Regions from separate parts of the Ovis aries genome. Here region 1 is linked to region 2. The links are chromatin contacts, called in public Hi-C maps. All regions are on one chromosome and are shown on one strand. Each heading gives the region's core, a stretch centred on a gene start, on an enhancer-like site or on the middle of the called end of the contact. The rest is flanking DNA. Distances are from core to core; before and after follow the strand shown.

What was found. A called contact is a pair of places that touch in the nucleus more often than the background predicts.
Region 1: a contact with region 2 is called in a Hi-C map of blood, with 2.8 times the contacts expected there. The contact joins the promoter of SMYD4 here to the enhancer-like site in region 2. A contact is called at or near these places in 2 of 16 Hi-C or Micro-C datasets (blood and skin fibroblasts).

The regions. Positions count from the first base shown.
Region 1 is chr11:22,787,398-22,791,714 of ARS-UI_Ramb_v3.0, forward strand. SMYD4 (SET and MYND domain containing 4) reads right to left here and starts at 3,017. Exons shown (of 11, transcript XM_012185460.4): 1 at 2,824-3,017; 2 at 1,866-2,011. The coding sequence starts at 1,999. RPA1 (replication protein A1) reads left to right here and starts at 3,317. Exons shown (of 17, transcript NM_001161889.1): 1 at 3,317-3,349. The coding sequence starts at 3,317.
Region 2 is chr11:22,583,583-22,588,030 of ARS-UI_Ramb_v3.0, forward strand. It overlaps SLC43A2 (solute carrier family 43 member 2), which reads right to left. Exons shown (of 14, transcript XM_042255486.1): 13 at 4,202-4,325; 14 at 1-3,544. The coding sequence ends at 3,383. Among named protein-coding and RNA genes, the nearest start is that of PITPNA, 12 kb to the left of the region's middle. Within about 2 kb of position 2,204, at least 27 of the 54 cell types and tissues checked have an H3K27ac peak or open chromatin away from gene starts, as enhancers often do.

The sequences.
Region 1 (4,317 bases), core at 1,767-4,266, 200 kb after region 2:
CCTTGCTGGCTGTTAGCCAGGAAGCACTCTGGGCTTCTAGAAGTTGCCTGCATTCCTTGTCATGTGGCTCCATCTTCAAAGCCAGCCAAAGCACATTCAAATCTTATGCTTTGAATCGCTCTGATTTCCCTTTCTGCTACCAGCTAGGACAAACTCTCTGCTTTTAAAGGTCTTGCTTGATTAAGGTTACACCCACCCGGTAATTATATCTCTAAGTCAGCTGGCTTGGGACTTGCATTACATTTGCCAAATCCCTTCCTAGCAGTGTTTAGGTTAATGTCAGATTAAATAACCAGGGGACAAGACTGGTGGGGGTGAGGGGCATCTTTAGCATTCTGCCTATCACATGCTGCAACAACTTCCTACTCAGAGTAAAAAGATAAGGCACTAATAAAAGGCCCACTCGATCTGTGAAACCTGCTCCCAACTCCCATGCATGTCCCATTACTTCTCTGACGGTATTTCCTACCACTCTCCCTCGGGCTCACTCTGTTTATTCACTACTACCTGTTCACCCAACTTGCTATTTTTTAAACCAGGCCAGATACTCTCCCACCGTAGGCTCTCTGCCCAGAATTCTCTTCTATCAGACATCTACTTTGTTAACTCCTGTATGGCCAAGACTCTGCTCCACTTTTGCTCTTTCAAGAGGCATATCTGACGATACCATTTAATACTACAACCTGTACTCTCATTCCTAGCACTGGCTATTGCCCCGACCCCATTCAATTTTCCTTTTTTCAACTGCACTTATCACTTTTAACATATTATACACATTATGATGTTTATTTCTGTCCCTCCTTGGTAGTAAGGATCTTTATCTATTTTTTTAAATTCGTTTATCTATTTTTGGCTGAGCTGGGTCTTCATTGCTACCTGGGCTTTTTCTCTACTTGAGGTACATGGACTTCTCATCGTAACAGCCTCTCTTGGTGCAGAGCCTGGGTTCTAGGACAAGTGAGCTTAAGAAGTTTCAGCACACAGGCTCAGCAGGTGTGGCTCCCAGGTTCTTGAGGACAGGCTCAGCAGTTGTGGTGCGTGGGCTTAGCTGCTCCGCAGCATGCCTCCTGCATTGGCAGATTCTTTACCACTGAGACACCAGGGAAGCCCCTTTGTCTATTTTTTAAAATGATGTGCTTTTGGTTTACTAAGCACCTGGCACAGTAGCTGGCATGAAACAGATGTTCTCATAATTCACTGAACGAGGTTCTGGGAAGTTGTTTCGGTTTCTCGTACACATGTGTGTACTAGGTCGTGATGTACAATATGTTTCTTGTTGAAGAGTGTAGTCAAGAGTGTTTGAAAACTACTTAGGTTAGACCATATGACCTCCATGGTTCTTTCCAAATAGAATTTTTAAATTTCTATGTGCAGCCACTGAATCTGCACCATATCCTTTGGGATATGGCAAGGTGTACAGCCTAGTGACTACCACAAGGCATGACTACTTGGCCTTGAGTCAGCATGCCTGCTGACACTGACAAAGCTAACGAGCATCCATCCACCTGCCAACGCAGAAGACTCAAGAGACACAGGTTCAATCCCTGGTCGGGAAGATCCCCTGGAGAAGGGAATGGCAACCTGCTTCAGTATTCTTGCCTGTAAAATCCAGCGGACAAAGGAGCCTGGCAGGCTACAGTCCAAGGGGTCGCAGAGAGTCTGACATGACTGGGCATACACATACCTGTTCTATTGATGTAATAGGTTAGAAAGCACTGTGGAAATATCAAGAACTGTTGAATGCCCCAAAAGAGAAAAATCTGCACTTAACTCTTCCATCAGAAAAAGATACAATCTGAGAGGAAATCATAAAAAGAACACTTCCCAGATCAAAACTTCCCTGACTGAAGCTTTCATTCACTTACTGAAGAAGTGCAGATGAGTGAAGAAAGAGATCATTCAAAGTCTCTGCTGTAGAAATGGTGACCTGAATGGACTTGGGGAGCAAAGACCACTTCTGAAGTACGTAGGATTTCCACTCATCCACGGGCAGATCCATGCTACTTCAGACCTAAAAAATGAATAAGAAAACAAGGAATTCAGTTTTCTACAAATGCATAATTCCAGAAAATCGATTTCATTCAAGCATGCACCACGAGGCCACAAAATCAGATCTTGTAGTCTCTTCCTACAGTTGTTTACATGCCAGGGAAGGATGTATCCTCTCCCGCACCAATTCACATCCCTTCATTCAGAAATTATTTACTGAAAACTGACTTTGTTCCTGGCATCGTACTAGGGAACGGTTATACAATGATGAATCAGATTTCTTACATAGTTCAGTTTTTTCTTTTCAATCCCGAGGTCCCTTCTTTAGTTCAAGCCCTCACCATTTCCTGTCTGGCATTCTTTCTCGAGTGTCATAATTAGTCTTCAGGCCCTCAGACTATCCCTCCCTGTTCCCCCTTCCCAATTTAGTCCATCCTCCATACTGAGACCGATGTCAATTCTCTGCCTTAAATTCACTGATGCTCCTCCTAGAACTTGGGGAAGCCCAGTACAAACCCTTTATCATTTGACCCCTGACCTACTTTCTGATCAAGTCTCGCTTTTTCCTCTATACCCTACTATCCGAATTTGCACACATCCTTCAAGACTCAGTTCAAATGGTTCCTACTCCGAGAAGCCTTCCCTGATTTTGGCACCTGTGACGACAGGCGCACACTTTGCGTCTCTCCTGGGACCCAAACCACGTCTACACTGAGTTAAGGCTACTCACAGCAGAAACTCCCTCGACATACTGTGCTCCCCTCTGGGAGTAGGGACCAGGTCTTATTTACCTTGAGAGACCCCCCCCACTGTGCCCAGTTCAGGGTCTGGCACCTGCGGGAGCTCAGCTCGGTGTTGCTGAAAGAAGCGAGTCACTGCTTCGACTACTTTCAGTAGCAGAATTATCAGGGAACCCCTCGAACACTCCTCTGGGCTAGCAGTCTATGGCTGCCCGCCGAAGGCCGAGCGCGGTACGTTTCCTAGAGCCCGCGGGGAAAGCTCCCGGAACCCCTCCGCCCTGCGCCCTTGGCGGCGCCCGCGTCACGGTTCGCGCGCCCCAGCGCTCGGCGCCCCGCCCCTAGGCCCCCGCCATCCCGCAACAAGGCTCGGGACCCGGACTCCGGTGGGTCACGTGAGCCGCGTGCCGCGCCTCAGCCAATGCGGCGGCTGCTTGGCCCTGAGACTGCCGCGTGCCGTGCGCACGTCGGGAGGCGGGGGCGGTTCACGCAGCTCCTCCGGCCAATCGCCTTGGAGCGCGCGGGTCCCCGGGAGTAAAGCCAGGCTTGTGTTGGGGGAGCCGGAGCGCGGGAGTTGTTGCAGCGGAACCATGGTGGGCCACCTGAGCGAGGGGGCCATTGCGGTGAGGCGACGCCTGCGAGCTGGGCGCGGTCCGGGGCGGCTGTGGGCCCTGGGGCCGTGCGGGTGGAGGAGGGGGAGAGAACACAGGAGCCGGAGTGATAGCGGGGGTTGGGTAGGAACCCCTGGATGACTCCCTAGAATCATCAGTTAACGCATTTTTATCGTCATCTTTTTCAACATGCTCATGTTTTTCCTGCTTCAGGAATTGAAACAAAGTAAACGATTGATCTTCCCCCATCTCTCTCCTGCAGCCACTCTTTCTTCTTCCCTTCCCCCATCCGCAGCGAAACTTTTTGCAAGAGTTGTTAGTTTTCAGTTCTTTTCCTCGCCTCGCATTCCCCTTTAACCGACTCGAATTAGTCACTCTCCTCCCTGATCGCTGTAACCCTGGCTGAAGTCAGCAGTGCCTCCTGGGGTTGTTAAGTCCAGCAGACACTTTGGAGATCTAAATCTGTCAGTTCTCAGCAGCGTTTGACTATCGGGCAAAGCTTTCTTCCGGTAGCATCCTCTTCTAAGACGGGAGAAAATCCGTCTTATTTTCAGCTTGGCTTGTCTTTCCCCGTCTTATTTTCAGATCCTTCTGTAAATTTTTGTTGACTCAAGGCTCAACCCTAGGCCCTCTTCTCCCAAAACAATAAAATTACCGTCTCTGTGTCAGTTGCTCACAAGTTTTTTTTTGTGCAGGGCCAGCTTTACTCTGAAAGACAAACCTCTGTCATCTGTGTACTTGATAATCTCAAAGACATTTTAAATTCAACATGTTCCAAAGAAAATCTAATATCTTCCTAAATTTGGGCCTCTGCTGTCACCTGTCTGGATGCATGGCACCATTATTCATTAAGTTATGCCAGCTAGAAATTGTGGAATCATTCTTCCTTTAAACTCTCACCCTGGCTGTCACCCTACGTAAGTTTGGTCTGTTATGCCTTCACCCATGTCTCTTAAATCCAGCTACTTCTCTCCAGGCAC
Region 2 (4,448 bases), core at 954-3,453:
CTCCAGTTGAACACCTTGGACTGGGCACCACTGCCTGCTCCTTCCTTCCCACCAGGAACCTGGAGAACCAGGGGGATGATGGAGGGCCCAGGCCAGTGATGACCACTGCCTTTGACCGGCCCACGGTCCCTTCCCCATCCCAGAGCACTCCTCTCATGGCTGGGGGTGACCAGGGGCTTCCTCCCCCAAGTTACCATCAGCCTCCAGGGCCAAGATGACTCTACTACGACGTACAGCTCACCCCACTCTCTGAGGAAGCTCTTTCAAGAGAAGGAGACGTCGCCTGTGTCTGTTTCCCTTCCTCAGGCTGTTTCGTCTTGATCTTAAGGCCTGGAGGCCCTCAGGCTGCCGTCCGAATGAACTATCCTGATCTAGAGGGCCGTGGCTGCTCCTGTGATTAGGATCATATGCGAGTCCTTGGCTTTAACCATGAGCAAGTTACTCCACCTGTGCAGGCCTCAGTTTTCCCAGCTGTAAAATAGGGAAGGGAGTATATCAACTCTTGGCTTCTTAGCATGCCTCAGTGATGGTAATGGGAAAATATGTAACCCATCAATCCTGCAGTCAGAGTAAAATGACTGGCAAGGGAGTGGGGGGTGGGTGTGTGGCACATGTGGCACCCAAACTGCCTGGTACCCTGCTCTCATTTTCGTATCCCTAAGCCCCATACACTGTTGGCTCTGGACTATTTTCCACCCTGAACTCCGGTTTCTCAGTGCCTGCTCCTTTCCACAGTGATAGAGAGAGGCGAAGCTCCCACTTCGGCTGGGCTGGGGGCTGCTGGGCACAACACAGGCTGTGTCCGTATAGCCTCAATACACTTCCCAGTGGGAAGGGCCCTTGCTAATCAGCACTGCCCCAAACTGCACTCCATTGTCAGTGGGTTTCAAATGTTGGGGGGGTGGGGGGGGGTGCGCGGCTGCAACAGAATCACCTGGTGGAGCTTAGCAAAGAATAGACTTTAGTTTCCCTCTAGGTCAGAGGCAAGACCCATGGGCTATGTTATTAACAACCACCCTGAAAGCTCCTGCTGCAGGTCGTAACTGGGCCACACCCGTGGGGGGTGGCTGGGATTGTTAAAACCATTCCCCAGCTGCCCACCACACCCCTCTGGAGAGCACAGCCCACCAGCACTGAGCTAACTTGAGCTTGTCCAGCATTTCCCAAATCTGACTACAAAACTTTTTAAAAATTATGTATTTGGCTGCACTGGGTTCTTAGTTGGGATCTAGTTCCCTGAGCAGGGATTGAACCCAGGTCCCCTGCATTGGGAGTACAGAGTCTTAGCCAATGGACCACCAGGGAAGTCCCAAAACTTTAAAAATTAAAATAACCTTAACATCTCCCAGAACTAGCATTTTTAGGAATGCTTTGGGAGAAATGTTCATCTCACGCTCTCTCCTTTGGGAAAAAAAAAATTGTTTAAAACAAATACCTGCTTTTGCGTATTTGAGTGGATGAGGCCTAGGGAGATGAGTTTCAGGGGCTCAGCTGTGACCAGAAGCTCAGGTCTGGGCCTGGGTCTGCCCTTTCCCGTCACCACCCATTCCTCCCGCCACATCCTGCCCCTGCTGCCTTTGAGGCTGCGGCTTGTCTGGGGTCACCCTGCGTCCTGAACCCAGGAGGAACCCTCGGTGTGGCTGACTGGTGACAGGAAGCCTGAGCAGGGATGAAAGGGGGTCAGGATTAGCCTGTCTGGCTGGGATAAGCAGCAGAGGAGGCTATGACCACACTTCTAAGGTGTCTGCACAGGCCTGATGTGTTAGGGCTGGGGCAGGGGCGGAAGGTCTTTTCCTGCCCCACTGCCCCTCCCAAGACAGCAATCACACCCAGAGAGAGACGGTACCCAGAGTCAGCAGCTGGGGACAACTGGGGCTCGTCAGTGGCAGAAAACTTTATCCTGCCTTTTCTTCTCAAGCTCAAAACAGGTACATGGAGTCATGAATTGATATGCTAGAAGGGGGCATCCCTTACCAGTAGGGAAATGGATTTATTGCTTTATAAAAAGAAGTCTGATAAAACTTAAAACAAATAACCTAAAAATCCACCCACCCCTCTCAGAACTCCCAGGAAGCCTCAGACACATTTCTGAGCGCAGTCAAGGTGGGTGGGTTGGTAAGCCAGGCCCGCCTGGCAGAGGAAAGGTGGCCTTGCCCGCGTAAACAGCTCCAGGGCCCCTGGGAGAGTCTGCCAGCAGGGGGCGCTGTGGCCCCGCAGCCTGGAACAAGCTTGGCCCTGAATGGGGCTGGCGCCAAGGCGCTGGGCTTGCCGGGGCCTGGCCAGCTGGGGGCAGCTCTGGGAGGACAAGTGTAGACACCCAGAGCCCACAGCCTGCCACCACCCCCACACACAACTCCCATACAGAGCACATGCACACACAGCCCACACATCCACACCCCTAGGCCTCTCACAAATTCACCTCCCCACCCAGGCCTGGACCTCCAGGACTGTCAGCTGCAGCCTCACTTCCACCCCCCACAAAAACAGCTCTGTGTGTGTGTGTGTGTGTGTGTGTGTGTGTGTGTGTGTGTGTGTGTGATGCCCTATTGGTGCCCCCTTAATTCCCTTCTGGTCACAGCCTGGACAGAGGGTGGCAGTGGAGACATGCCCCCACTCAAGTCCTGAGGGGAGAGGGAAAGGACCGCTGCCCAGCCTTGTCCATGGTTCTCACGTGACCATCCAGCCCTCCAGACCCTTCCCAGGCTAACCTGGGGGTGGGCGGGGGACGGGGGGTGGGGGGGCACTTCCCCACAGGCCTCGAACAGGAGGACAGGCCATGGACAGGCCACAGGGGGCTGGAATCACAAAGGAGTTAGCACCAACAACAGGAAGCGGGTCCTTCCTTCCTCAGGCAGCTCAGACTGGCTGGGGGAGGAGTGAGGGGCCAGGCCGGGGGTGGGGGGGCTGTGCAGACAGTGCAAGCCTTTGTCCTCAGGCAGGTGTGGTCGGTGGACATGCAGCTGAGGGGCGGGAGGCGGGCAGTGGATGGCAGACCCCTCTGCTTTGGCTAGACGCAGAATCTGGACACACTTCGGGGGAGAGGGTCTGCCAGCCCAGGGGGTCCTCCTGGCTCCTCCTGCAGGCACCACAGAGCCCTGAGGCTCAAGGGCCCCTCAAGGGTGGCAGAGTGAAGTCCAGAGCCCCCCTGCCTCCAGCAGGAGGAGAAGCGTCTGTTGAGGCCCTCTCCCATCCGTCTGTCCACCACAGAGCTCCGAGGCAGGACCAGGTCCCTGGGAGGGAGCGTGGACTCCAGCACAGTGGAGAACAGGATCCTGGGGTTGGGGGTGGGCGGGAGTGCGTGGAGGTCCTCTGGGGTGGGGATGAGGACACCTCAAGTCACTGAAGCGAGAGGGCGGGAGGCCGTGATCCGAGACGGCAGGCGCTACACAAAAGCCTCCCGGTTGGACGAGCCATTGAGCTTGAGGAAAAGCTTGTCGTCCTCTCTCTTCCGCTCCAGCTGCCTCTCCAGCTGGCGCCTGTAGCAGATGAGGTAGAGGGGGAGGCAGAAGCCCAGCATGCTCAGGACCAGCAGGCCCACGTTCACCTGGGGAGGCAGGGACGAGAGCGGCCGTCACGAGGGGCAGGGACCACAGCACGTGTGGGCTGCCGTCCTTGTGCAGCCAGACTCTTCCGATTGAGGCGAAGGTCACAGGAAAAACAAAGGAGGAGTTTCAGGAGGTCTGAGGACCTGTCGTCCCACGTTCTGGCATCAGGATTCCCCAGTGGCCCACGGGCCACACTAACGTGCTGATCTGAAGGTCCAGGGGCGTGGTGGGATTGGGACAAGCTCCCAGCACCTGGATATGAATCCCAGCCTCTGGCAGGAGGGGCAGGGACAGCAACTCAGTTCCATTTACCCCAAAGTCAGGTCCAGAAAGGACACTCTTGGGAATTCCCTAGTAGGTCCAGTGGTTAAGACTCAGGTTCCAATGCAGGAAGTGTGGCTTTGTATCCTTGGTTGGGGAACTAAGATTCCATATGCCACACAGCATAGCCAATATAAATTTTTTTAAAGAAATGGATAAAAAGGACTCTTCCCCTCTTGCTCCCCAGCCTATTCACAAGGGATCCCTGAACTGACCCTAACCAAAGTTCCAAACTGCCTGTCCTGGGGTTCTGGAACACGCTGTGATGCCTCCCAGCTCCCACTCAGCAGAGTAGAGTGGATGCCCATAACCCGGCGCCCCCCAACCCTTCTTACCCACAGAGGGTCTCCCTGGAGGGGACCCATCATAGCCAGAAACAGGGGCTGCTGCAGGAGAGCGAAGAGGGCGCTGATCAGGGACTGCAGGCCCGTGAGGCTGCCAAACTGTGTGGAGGGGTACCTGCCAGGACAGGAGAGAGCCTGTCACCGCAGGGGCCACTGTCCAGCTTCCCAGATGCTCCTTGGCCTCAGCCTGGCCCCAGCTGCCGGTGCCCCCAGGCTGCAACTTGCGGTGTCAGAGGAG